Regions from separate parts of the Sus scrofa genome. Here region 1 is linked to region 2. The links are chromatin contacts, called in public HiChIP or PLAC-seq maps. All regions are on one chromosome and are shown on one strand. The core of a region is the stretch at or near the end of the contact, and the rest is flanking DNA. Distances in the headings are between cores, read along the strand shown.

Region 1 (5,058 bases), core at 1,537-4,036, 140 kb after region 2:
CCTCAATCCGACCGTCCAGATCCCCAGTACATCCTGGCTGCTTGTACGGACTCCAGATCTGCACAGAAGGCAAAAACAAAACCAATGAGAGCTGATTGGAACATATTCTAAAGCTGGTGGCCATAAAAAACACTAAGGCAGAGCTTCCCCAGACCCTCCCTGTCACTCAGGTAAGACCTGCTAACCAAGTTTTAAAATTCGTTCTTTATGAGACTGGATTATGTGGGCCACATATGAAAACGAAGGCTTTCAGTTGGATGTGGGACAAAGCATGGCCTAGGACAAAGCGTTAGCCTAGTGTCAGGGGACCTAAGACCTGTCTCTAGGCCCAGGATAAGCCCACACCATCTCCCTCCTCTTTAGCTTCCCCTATTAGTAGCTTGGAAATGACGACAATCCCCTTCATACTCTCAGACGATAGATGATGACTTAAAGATTGGCCAATGTCTTAGAAACTCTCAGAAGACTGAAGAGGTACTACTTTTCCAATAGTCAGTCTCCTGTGACAGTTAATATTTCAGCCTATAATGCCACTTCTCCCTAACTGCAACATTTCTATTTTTAACTAATGGGAATTGCTTACTGGAGCTTGATAAGAATAGCCAACTGCCTACACTGCAGTTCCCTCTTGGACATGCAGGCATCAGTTACCCAGGAAACTGGGTTCTCTTAACCAGGGTGCTGCTGGCTTGCTCCCCAATGTTACGGTTAGCTGCAGGAATAGGTAGGACACATCCCCCAAGACCAGAGATCCATCTCTTAACACCTCTCCACTCCACAGTCAGAGATATAGGCTCATGGCCAAAAGGTGGCAGAATTAGGATTCAAATTCAGGTCTGTCTAAATGCAAAAGCCCACCTTTACAAGTTGAATAAGTTATGTAAAAATCAAGTTCAGGGTAATTAAGCTGTCACTGCAAATGAGAACAATTAACTTCACCTGACTGTGAGACTGGTCCAAAGCAGCACAGAGAAGCTCAGTTACATCAGCTGGTAGCTAGGCAACTCAGATGAAATTCCAGGTGATTTTCCTCTCTTGACAGGCTGGTGTCTATCTTTAGATGGCACCCAACCCAGAAAACAGTGGCTCTCATTCCCTATCCTCTATTAAGACAATGACTTTATTTCCCCATAGCTATCTAAGGACAAACTAGCCTTTTTTTTTTTTTTTTTTTTGGCTGAGCCCACAGCATGTGAAGTTCCTGGGCCAGGGATTAAAACCGACCCACAGGAGTTCCCGTCGTGGCGCAGTGGTTAACGAATCCGCCTAGGAACCATGAGGTTGCGGGTTCGGTCTCTGCCCTTGCTCAGTGGGTTAACGATCCGGCGTTGCCATGAGCTGTGGTGTAGGTTGCAGACGCGGCTCGGATCCCGAGTTGCTGTGACTCTGGCGTAGGCCAGTGGCTACAGCTCCCACTGGACCCCTAGCCTGGGAACCTCCACATGCTGTGGGAGCGGCCCAAGAAATAGCAAAAAAAAAAAAAAAAAAAAAAAAAAAAAAAAAAAACAAACCCGACCCACAGAAGTGACAATACTAAATCCTTAACTGCTAGGCCACCAGAGAACTCCCAAGTTAGCCTTCTTCTGAGCACTTTCCTGAGGCCTGCTCTCTCTAGATCTTACTTGGATCCCCTGGGAGTCTCTCTTTGGAGGATCCCCAGTTCAAGAGGGCTTGGAGAAACCTAGGCTACCTCTCTTTACCAATTCCCAACTCAAATTCAGTCTTTTAACTTTGTTTCCTGCCCACAACTCCTCAGGTGTTCTCCCATCTCCAGTTTCATAACCTCACCCAGGGGAGTTTTAAGGCAGTGGTTCTCAAACTTTGGTGTGCATGTGAATTACCTGAAGAGTAATTACAGTGCTGACTCCTGAGCATCACCCTTAGAGATTCTGATTCAGGAAGGGACCGGGGCTCTGCATTCTAATAAGCACTCAAGGGGTGAGAAAGTAGGGGGACCAACTTGTAAGAAACACTGGAATACAGTTAGCATAAAATAAGTAGCAGAAAATAAAAGATTTGTTTGAAGAGGTTCTCAAATTCTTGGTGAGACTCAGTGTTCAGGAAACATTTAGACCTGACCTTCAGCAACAGGCTTAACATATAAGTGACTATCTCTGCAAACATTTGTCTCTGTTTATTTCTAAACATTTGTTGGCTTAGGAAAAAAATGAGGGGCTCAGAAGGCAAAGCCCCTTAGGATGTTTTCAGGTCTTAGTCTAAATTCTGGGTCAAATCTCTCACTTCCTCAGTCTAAAAACGTAAAATGTCACTAACCACATTGTATAATATGAAGATAAATCTATATGTACTTCCCAGAAACTCAGAATTCAACAGAATTACAAAATATTAATGGTGAGATGCTGGTCCAACTATCCAAAAAGCATAGGTTCTAATCTAATACCCAGCCCCCTATATCTTCACTTCAGGAATGAAAATCATAATACGGAAAGTCAGCTTTTATATGGGCTCTGGAATGTATTAAGCTGAGGTAGACTCTCATTCCTGAAGCTTAGAGTAATGGAACAAAATGCTGGATCCAGAGGCAGGAGGCTTGAGTGTGGGTTCCCACACAGTTCTAGTTCGCTGGGTGAAGCTCGGCGTCCTCATCTAAACAGTGAATTAGATGGGTCTCATCCAACCCTAAGATTCAGAGCTAAATAAAACCCCAATGCCAGACATCCAATCTTTAGTCCTCAAGAGACTCAGAGCACAGAGCTGCGGGAGCAGGCAGAACAGTAGGAACCCGAGCCCCACCACTCCACATGGCCCTGGGCAAATGACTTCACCCTTGAAACCTTTCTCGTCTGCAGAAACGAGAATGATGAAATGATAAACTCATACCAAACCACCAATAAATGTGATGCTGTCCTTTTCATTTGGCAACTGAATACCTCAGCCAGGAGGTTTTAGATCCATTCTCAAAGAGATTTTGAACACCAGAGACACTGACCATCCTGATGATGTTAGTTCTCACTCTTAAAATATCAATTTCAAACATCTGTAAATTAATTTTTTTTTTTTTTTTACACTGAAAGCCAACAACTCAGAAGTGACGCAATGAAAACACAACTTCCTGTTGCAAGTTAAATGTGGCTAGATAATCCTCTTCTTGGGGCAAGGTTCATGAGGAAAGGAGGAGGGATAAGTAGCTTTCTCACCAAGCCCAATGAAAAGATTAGCTCAAAAGGCTTCTAAAGGAGTTCCCGTCATGGCTCAGTGGTTCACGAACCCTACTAGCATCCGAGGTTGTGGGTTCCATCCCTGGCCTTGCTCAGTGGGTTAAGGATCTGGCATTGCCATGAGCTGTGGCTCTGGCATAGGCCAGCACCTACAGCTCTGATTGGACCCCAGCCTGGGAACCTCCATATGCTGCCAGGGCAGCCCTAAAAAGACAAAACAACAATAACAAAAAAAAAAAGGCTTCTAAGGAAAAGGACACTGTTCAATTCTTATTCAGACATCATCGAAATGGAAAGCAATTTAAGTAACAAGTGTTCTGATCTACACAGGTGACCATGACACGCTTGATGTTGCATCTCTAAGCCCTTTTCTCTCTCTGTGCTATTACACTAAATTTAGACATTTTCCCATCTACCAAGGAAAAAACCCCACACAAAAAGGGACTTACATTGTTATTGAGGGGTGCTAGACACTCTCTAACCTGGCTTACCTTCTCACTCAGCCTTATTCTTAGCCCTCTCTTTATGCTCTTCATTTTGGCTATACATGGTCATTTTCTAAATAGGTCCAAAGGCTGCTGCTTCTGATCATTTACTCAAAAGCACAATGCCTGGAACACAGTAGGTGATCAACAAATATTTACTGATTCAGTGAAATAATATCCATTCTCTCACCTTACAATGGTTCCTATCTTTTTTTTTGCTTTTTAGGGCCACAGCAACCTACAGCTCATGGCAACACCGGATCCTTAATGCACTGAATGAGGCCAGGGATCGAACCTGCGTCCTCATGGATACTAGTTGGGTTCATTACCACTGAACCATGATGGGAACTCTATGGTCTTCCTATCTTATGCCTCTCTCTTCTTTTATAGCCTTTTTCCTTCAAAATCTCGTTCAAGTTTTATGCCAAGATTACCCCAGACTGGGGGGGGAAGAATCTCTCCTCTTCACACAGCAGTGTTTCTATCTCTTGTACACCTACTGCATTTTTTTATTACCTTTATTTCTTGTCTCTCCTACTGGGTCATCAATTCCTATGGGGACTTGCATTACCTTTCTTTGTGTTCCTCACAGGGCCTAGAACAAATTGCACACAGTAGGCACAGATCACAAATATAGGGTTAATAAACGAATCTTTATCTTTGAGGGGAAAATGCCAACATTTGCTTCACCTTCTTCTCTCATGTTTAACTATAAAGCGAACCCCATTTTTTGCTAACTGTGGGCATTTAAGGGGATAGAAGACCTGTGATGGGTAAGAAGAGGCTGAGGATAACAACAGAGACTCTTCTCCTCCAGGCAGAAAGGACAAGTCAGGGAGAAGGTGGAGTCAGTGGAGAGAAAAGTGGAGAGAGAAAAGCAGGCTGGACTAGAATGTGGTAGACTACAACATAATACTCTTTAAGCCACTGATCCTCTCAGAAACAACAAAGTGCCATTAATTAAAATAGTCACAAATTGTCAGGCACAGGTAAATCATAAGCTGCTCCTAGACATCAAAAACATCGCTGGCATCCTCACATGGCGGACGGAAGAGACTCAAAGAGCTGCACTAATAGCACCGACCTAAGGCTTCATGTGGCTGGATGTGGCTCCTGGAGGTGCAGGGTTCAGACCCCACTGGAATCCACAGTTCAGTCTGGATAACCTCACAGAGAGAATATTTCATTCTCCTTCTCCTCTGAGAACCTGGCTAGTTTCCAACCTATGACCTTCCAGGTGCAGACTCCAGTAGACTAAACAGTAACTGGGGAGAGAGCACAGGAGCATCCCAGAGTGCACAGCCAAGCAGGACTCTCCCTTCTAAAGAAGGTGCTCAAGCAGAGCTTTCTGAGAAAGAGGATGATGTCGACAGGCCCAGAGAAGATATGCTACT
Region 2 (5,330 bases), core at 2,635-5,134:
CCCAGAGCCAGCCATGAACAAAAACAGAGCAGGAGCCAAGGTGTCAGGGCAGTATTTCCAAAGTTGCAGAACCCAGTGGGCAGCGCCTGATCCCGGGCCACGGTGGCCCTGCCCCTCTGGCCTCACCTCTGCCCTGGCACTCCCAAGGCCAATGGTCCAGCTCACCTGAGATGACCTCCAGCAGCAGCATCAGCTTCAGGCCGTCCCGGAAGTCCTCCTCGATGTTCTCGATCTGCGTGCCTGCCTTCCGGAGGTGGGAGTTGCACCATGCTGTGAATGTCTGCGCAGAGGAAAGACGAGCAAATGGTCAGGCTCTCCCACAAGCCACATGGTCTGTGAGCCCTCACAAGAGGCCTCCGTGGGTCCCCAGGACCTGTTGGCCTCATGTCATTTTCCTGATTGTTCTATATAAGGTACTGGGCAGGCTGGTAGTCTGTCATCCTTGTTGGTCAAGACCTCTAATGGTGCCAAAGAGGGCGAGAAACCCACTCAGCGGAGCTCATAAACCTCCCAGCGCAGTCTCCTTCACCTCATCGCAGGGCAACAGCAAAGTAGTCATCATGCAGGGCCAGCGGCATGAGTGGGCACCAGTTGGATGGACACCTGCCTTTAATGTCTCCCCTCCCAACCTTCTTCCAAAAACATCACACACCCCCACACTTAGAAGTGGCAGAATTTCATTCTGAACAATTTACATCTTAGATTTTTTTTTTTTTTCCACTTTTAAGAGCCATACCCACAGCATATGGAGGTTCCCAGGCTAGGGGTCGAATCGGGGCTACAGCCACCGGCCTACTTCACAGCTCTCGGCCACGCCAGATCCTTGATCCCCTGAGCGAGGCCAGGGATCGAACCCGCAACCTCATGGTTCCTAGTCGGATTCGTTTCTGCCAGTGCACGACGGGAATTCCTACCTCTCAGATTTTAAGGCTTGGTTTGGAGCATCAGTCATAAGGCAGAGTAGCCCAAAGGCAAAGTACTCAGTCTCATGAACCCCTTAGGGCAAACACCTCCTTAAAATCCTTGCCCATCTGGCAGTCAGCTAAGGGAGAGGATTAATCAGTTTTGTTGGGAACAGCATTCAGAGGGACAGTCAGGACAAGGAGAAAGTGCATGTATGTATATTTGGGGTCAAAGGTAGAGGCACCATAAGCTGCAAAAGCATGAATAAGAATTTCCAGAGGAGAAGGTAAGGAGATCAAATGCAAGACCATCAGCATTGTAATTTTCTGATCTGTATGAGGGCGATGATCAGGCAGGCCACCAACCAAGCAGCTTGTGTCAAGAGCACCCCCTGTTGGCTCACACGAGGAACAGGTGGATGCCACAAACAAGAGAAATAAATGCATATGCTTCAATTTCACGAGCCTATCCAAACAAAACTTGGGCAAGGGTCTCTCTCCAGCTGTCACAAACAGAGAGCAGGGCTCTCCTGCTTTAGAGCCAAGCCATTCCTTGGCAACTCCAGACTTCTCTGCACCAAAGGGCGCTTTCAACTAGATGGGGGCTCAAGAGCCCGTGTTCAGTCCCCCACAGCTGGGCTGGCCAGCTCTCTCTTCCCACCTGCCCTGCAAAGCAGCAGTGGTGAGAAGTGTGTTATTCATCATACCAGCAGTAACCACACCGGAAATATTCCTGCTCCTCCCCAGAAAGGTCACCAGATGCATGACCCCATCACTCCACTTCCCCTGGCCCTGGGGAACTCCAAAGCGAAGTGGCAGTGAATGGGCAGGGAAGGGAGGAAAGCCACACCAGTGGTGACTGGGGAGAAGAAATGGCTGCAGAGGTTTATAAGCAAGAGCCGACGAGCCTGTGAGCAAGAAGGGGAGACATCAGTCCACACAGATGGGGAAGGGGGCTCATCATGACACCCCCAATGCTGGGACTCATCCTTAAAGCATGTCTCACTGGGAATTGCCCAACACAGGGCACGCCTCTCTCCCTGCCACCCCATCTCCGCTCTGTAGACCAGCCCACTCCCATGGTAGACAGAGAGGGGTGTGTGCAGTCCCAAAGCTCTGCTAAGCCTGGCACACAGATGGGACATGTGCCAATTCCCCAGCCTGGAATGTCCTTTATGTCCTGCTTGGCTAACTCACACTCATCTCCTCAGATCGGGCCAAGACATCACCTCCTCCAGAAAGCCTTCCTGACAGCCACCCACCGCATCAGGGTGATACGTGAGTCCACCACACCTCGCACCCACCCCATCATTGCCCATATTCCATTGCATGGGGGCCACTGGTCAGCTTCGCACCTGGACTCAATGCTCAGCCTAGAGTCTCAGGGCACGGCAGTGAACAAAACACCCCGAGTCCTTGCCCTGTGCAACAGACATTCTAGTGGATGCAAAAATTAGACAAATGGGAGTTTCCATTGTGGCTCAGCAGGTTAAGAATCCAGCACTGTCTCCATGAGGATGCAGGTTTGATCCCTGGCCTCGCTCAGTGGATTAAGGATCCAGCATTGTCGCAAGTGTAGATCACAGATGTGGCTCAAATCCAGATCCAGATCCGGTATTGTCATGGCTGTGGCACAGGCTGCAGCTATAGCTCCAATTCGACCCCTGGCCCAGGAGCCGCAGGTGCGGCCATAAAAAAGAAAATAAAATTGAGACAACGGGGTGAAGGAGCAAAGTAAAGAACCCATGCAAAGTGGGAGGGTCCTGGGAGATCCAACCGCACCTGAACGGCATCAGGGCAGAGGGGTGACGGGCCAAACACGCCTCTCGGGACCCTCTGGAGGTAGAAGCCCAGAGGAAAGGGGATGCAACAGGGCAAGAAATACTCAGTATCTCCTGCGGTCCCCATCCCCTGATGCTGGCATTGCAAACCTAGCAGGGGCTGAGGGACTACTTAGTTTTTCTTTTCCTTTGGTTGTACTTTTTTTTTTTTTTTTTTTGCCTTTTTTGCCTTTTACGGCCCCACCTGCGGCATTTGGAGGTTCCCAGGCTAGGGGTCTAATCGGAGCTGTAGCCACTGGCCTGCCTACACCACAGCCCCAGCAATGCCAGACTGGAGCCACGTCTGTGACCTACACCACAGCTCACCACCACGATGGATCCTTAACCCACTGAGCGAGGCCAGGGATCAAACCCGCCACCTCATGGTTCCAAGTCGGATTCGTTTCTGCTGCGCCACAAGGGAAACTCCTGCTGTACATGTCTTGATGCAAAAAATATTAAAGGATTTCAAAAATCTTTAAAATAAATATAGTTTGTGGTTCCTTATTCTCTCGCAGCTGCTCTCTGTCCACATAGGCGCTTCTGCCCAGGTGTCATCACACTCTAAGTTCACGGCAGGGCGGGGCAGGGTGGGGCATTTACCACCGTCAGTTATTTCCACAGCCTTTGCTCTCTTCTCCCTCCAGGGCCCTCACCCAGCCCCTGCTTGGGGTCTTCTCAGGAGGGAAGGAAGTAGATCCCCCCAGCAGCTCAAAGGGATAGTTTCAGGTCCAACAAGGCCCAGGGCCTGGTGGGAATCGGCAGCACCCCCAGCTGGGAAATCTGTTTACTACCCAGTCGTTGGGGGTGGGGGGGGAGAGGAAGGAGGAAGAGGCCGGGTGTGTGTAAAAAAGATACCACTTTTGCAAAGAGGAAAAGTGCTGTTGAAAGCAGCCAGCCCCACTTCCTGGAGACGCCAAGGCCCGGAGGCTGAAAAGCACCTGTGTTTGCCCAGATTCCAGCCCCCCATGCGCACCCCCCCCCCACCGCTGCACACCCCCCCTACAAAGCCGGGTCTCTGAGGCTGCACTTAGCTAAAATCCCCAAGCGCCCAGCCCGGCCCCCACAGGTAACTGCCATGAAGGGGGCCTCCAGCACCTCCCCCGCAGGAAGCTTCCCCCAGCAAGAAGCACCCAGCTCGAAGCTCAGGCCATAGAGGAAAGGGTGGGGTAACTCAGTGATTAAGTACATGCACTTGGGGGGAACCAGATGCGGTTCAGCGCTTAGATCCACTCTGTACCACCGTGTGAGCCACAGACTCACCTGCCTAAACCTCAGGTCCCTCAGCAATAAAGTAGCGGAGTGGGAGCACTTCACAGAAGTCAAGGGCATTAACTAAAAAATGTCTCAGGGGGACCTGCCTCTTAGAAGGTGCCCAATAAATGGTAAGAGGGAGGAGAAAAATTAGCTGCCCTGGAACCTGCCTGGGGAGGGGCCTCAGAGGTCCCTGCCCTCTGTGCTCCCACCCGCACCTCCTCCTTGCCTCCCACCCCTACAAGTGCTGCACTGGGTCCCCAAGATGATACCTTGTGTCTGAGGACCCTCCTTGACCAGGCGCTGATGCATTACAGGGAGAGAGGCTGTGACTTTGACGGTGGCCTGGTGGGTCCCCAGCAGAGGAGGCTGATGGGGCCAAGGAGGGGAGAGCAGGCCCAGAGGTGAGGTCCTCCACGCACACCCCTCCTCACAGCCACACCCCTCCTCCAGCACGGGGAGGCCCTGACCTTGACACCCCAGCTCCCACAGGATGACAGAGGGAGCACCCACCCCTTAGCAGGAGGAAAAGCCAACAGCCATAAGGGATGCCCATGGCTAGAGGGCCTGGCCCCAAGGGCCTCCAGCCCGGACACCCCAGAAGGGTGGGCACTGCTATGCCAATAGGGTTATGGTCTGGCCTCATCTAGATAGTGGGCAGGGGGCCATTTTACTGCCTCACCCCCAATCAGGCCCTGCCCTAGCTGACTTCCTCTGCTCCGGCGTCCCTGCTCTGGCTCACAGCCAGAGTAAGGAGACAGGAGGAGCTTAGGGGCCTTCAGTGGACTCACTCTGAGCTCAGGGATGCAGACGAGTCTCAGGAAAGGGCCCGGGTACCATGCTGGAAGTGCTCCCAGAGCTACGGTGAGGGCTGGGTCCCTTCTCACAGCCCCTCTCCCCACAGCCTCAAGGGCCCTGGACAGAGAGGGCAGTGCTGGCAGAGAACCTGGACTCCTGCTCAATTTCCCACTTGACCTTAAAGCACAGACCCACGTTGCATCTGGTATAAAGGGGATTTTAGGAGGCAAAGACGTAACTATCCTGCAGTTGTGGTTCAAGGTTGCATTGGGGCTGGCCAGGCTCCATCAGGAGGTGGGGGAGTATAGGACACCTGAGCTGGACTGAGACCCACGGAGTTGATGGAGAGAGAGAAGCATCGTTGTCTGCCTTCTCTGTGGGTCTCACAGTCCTGCTCTCACACAGAATCCTCTCCGAGCTTTCCATTACATCTTTAGCAAGTATCCTGTCCCTATACTTCCTTTAAAATGTCTTCAGAAGGCAAGTGCCTCTTAGCATATGACTCTGAGCCTCAGTTTTCACATCTGTAAAATGGGGACAACTGCATCTACCAGGC

What was found. HiChIP or PLAC-seq counts read pairs in DNA pulled down with a chosen protein or histone mark.
Region 1: a contact with region 2 is called in an H3K27ac HiChIP or PLAC-seq map of alveolar macrophages. The contact joins two enhancer-like sites. A contact is called at or near these places in 2 of 2 datasets of contacts at active chromatin or transcription factors (alveolar macrophages and skeletal muscle).

What each region holds. Positions count from the first base shown.
Region 1 is chr7:92,722,150-92,727,207 of Sscrofa11.1, forward strand. It overlaps DCAF5 (DDB1- and CUL4-associated factor 5), which reads right to left. Exons shown (of 9, transcript XM_021099398.1): 9 at 1-58. Among named protein-coding and RNA genes, the nearest start is that of ACTN1, 80 kb to the left of the region's middle. Within about 2 kb of position 2,787, at least 5 of the 83 cell types and tissues checked have an H3K27ac peak or open chromatin away from gene starts, as enhancers often do. A contact at or near this core is called in alveolar macrophages, where this site is marked.
Region 2 is chr7:92,586,012-92,591,341 of Sscrofa11.1, forward strand. It overlaps ACTN1 (actinin, alpha 1), which reads right to left. Exons shown (of 21, transcript NM_001243061.1): 2 at 166-280. Among named protein-coding and RNA genes, the nearest start is that of ACTN1, 56 kb to the right of the region's middle. Within about 2 kb of position 3,885, at least 22 of the 83 cell types and tissues checked have an H3K27ac peak or open chromatin away from gene starts, as enhancers often do. A contact at or near this core is called in alveolar macrophages, where this site is marked.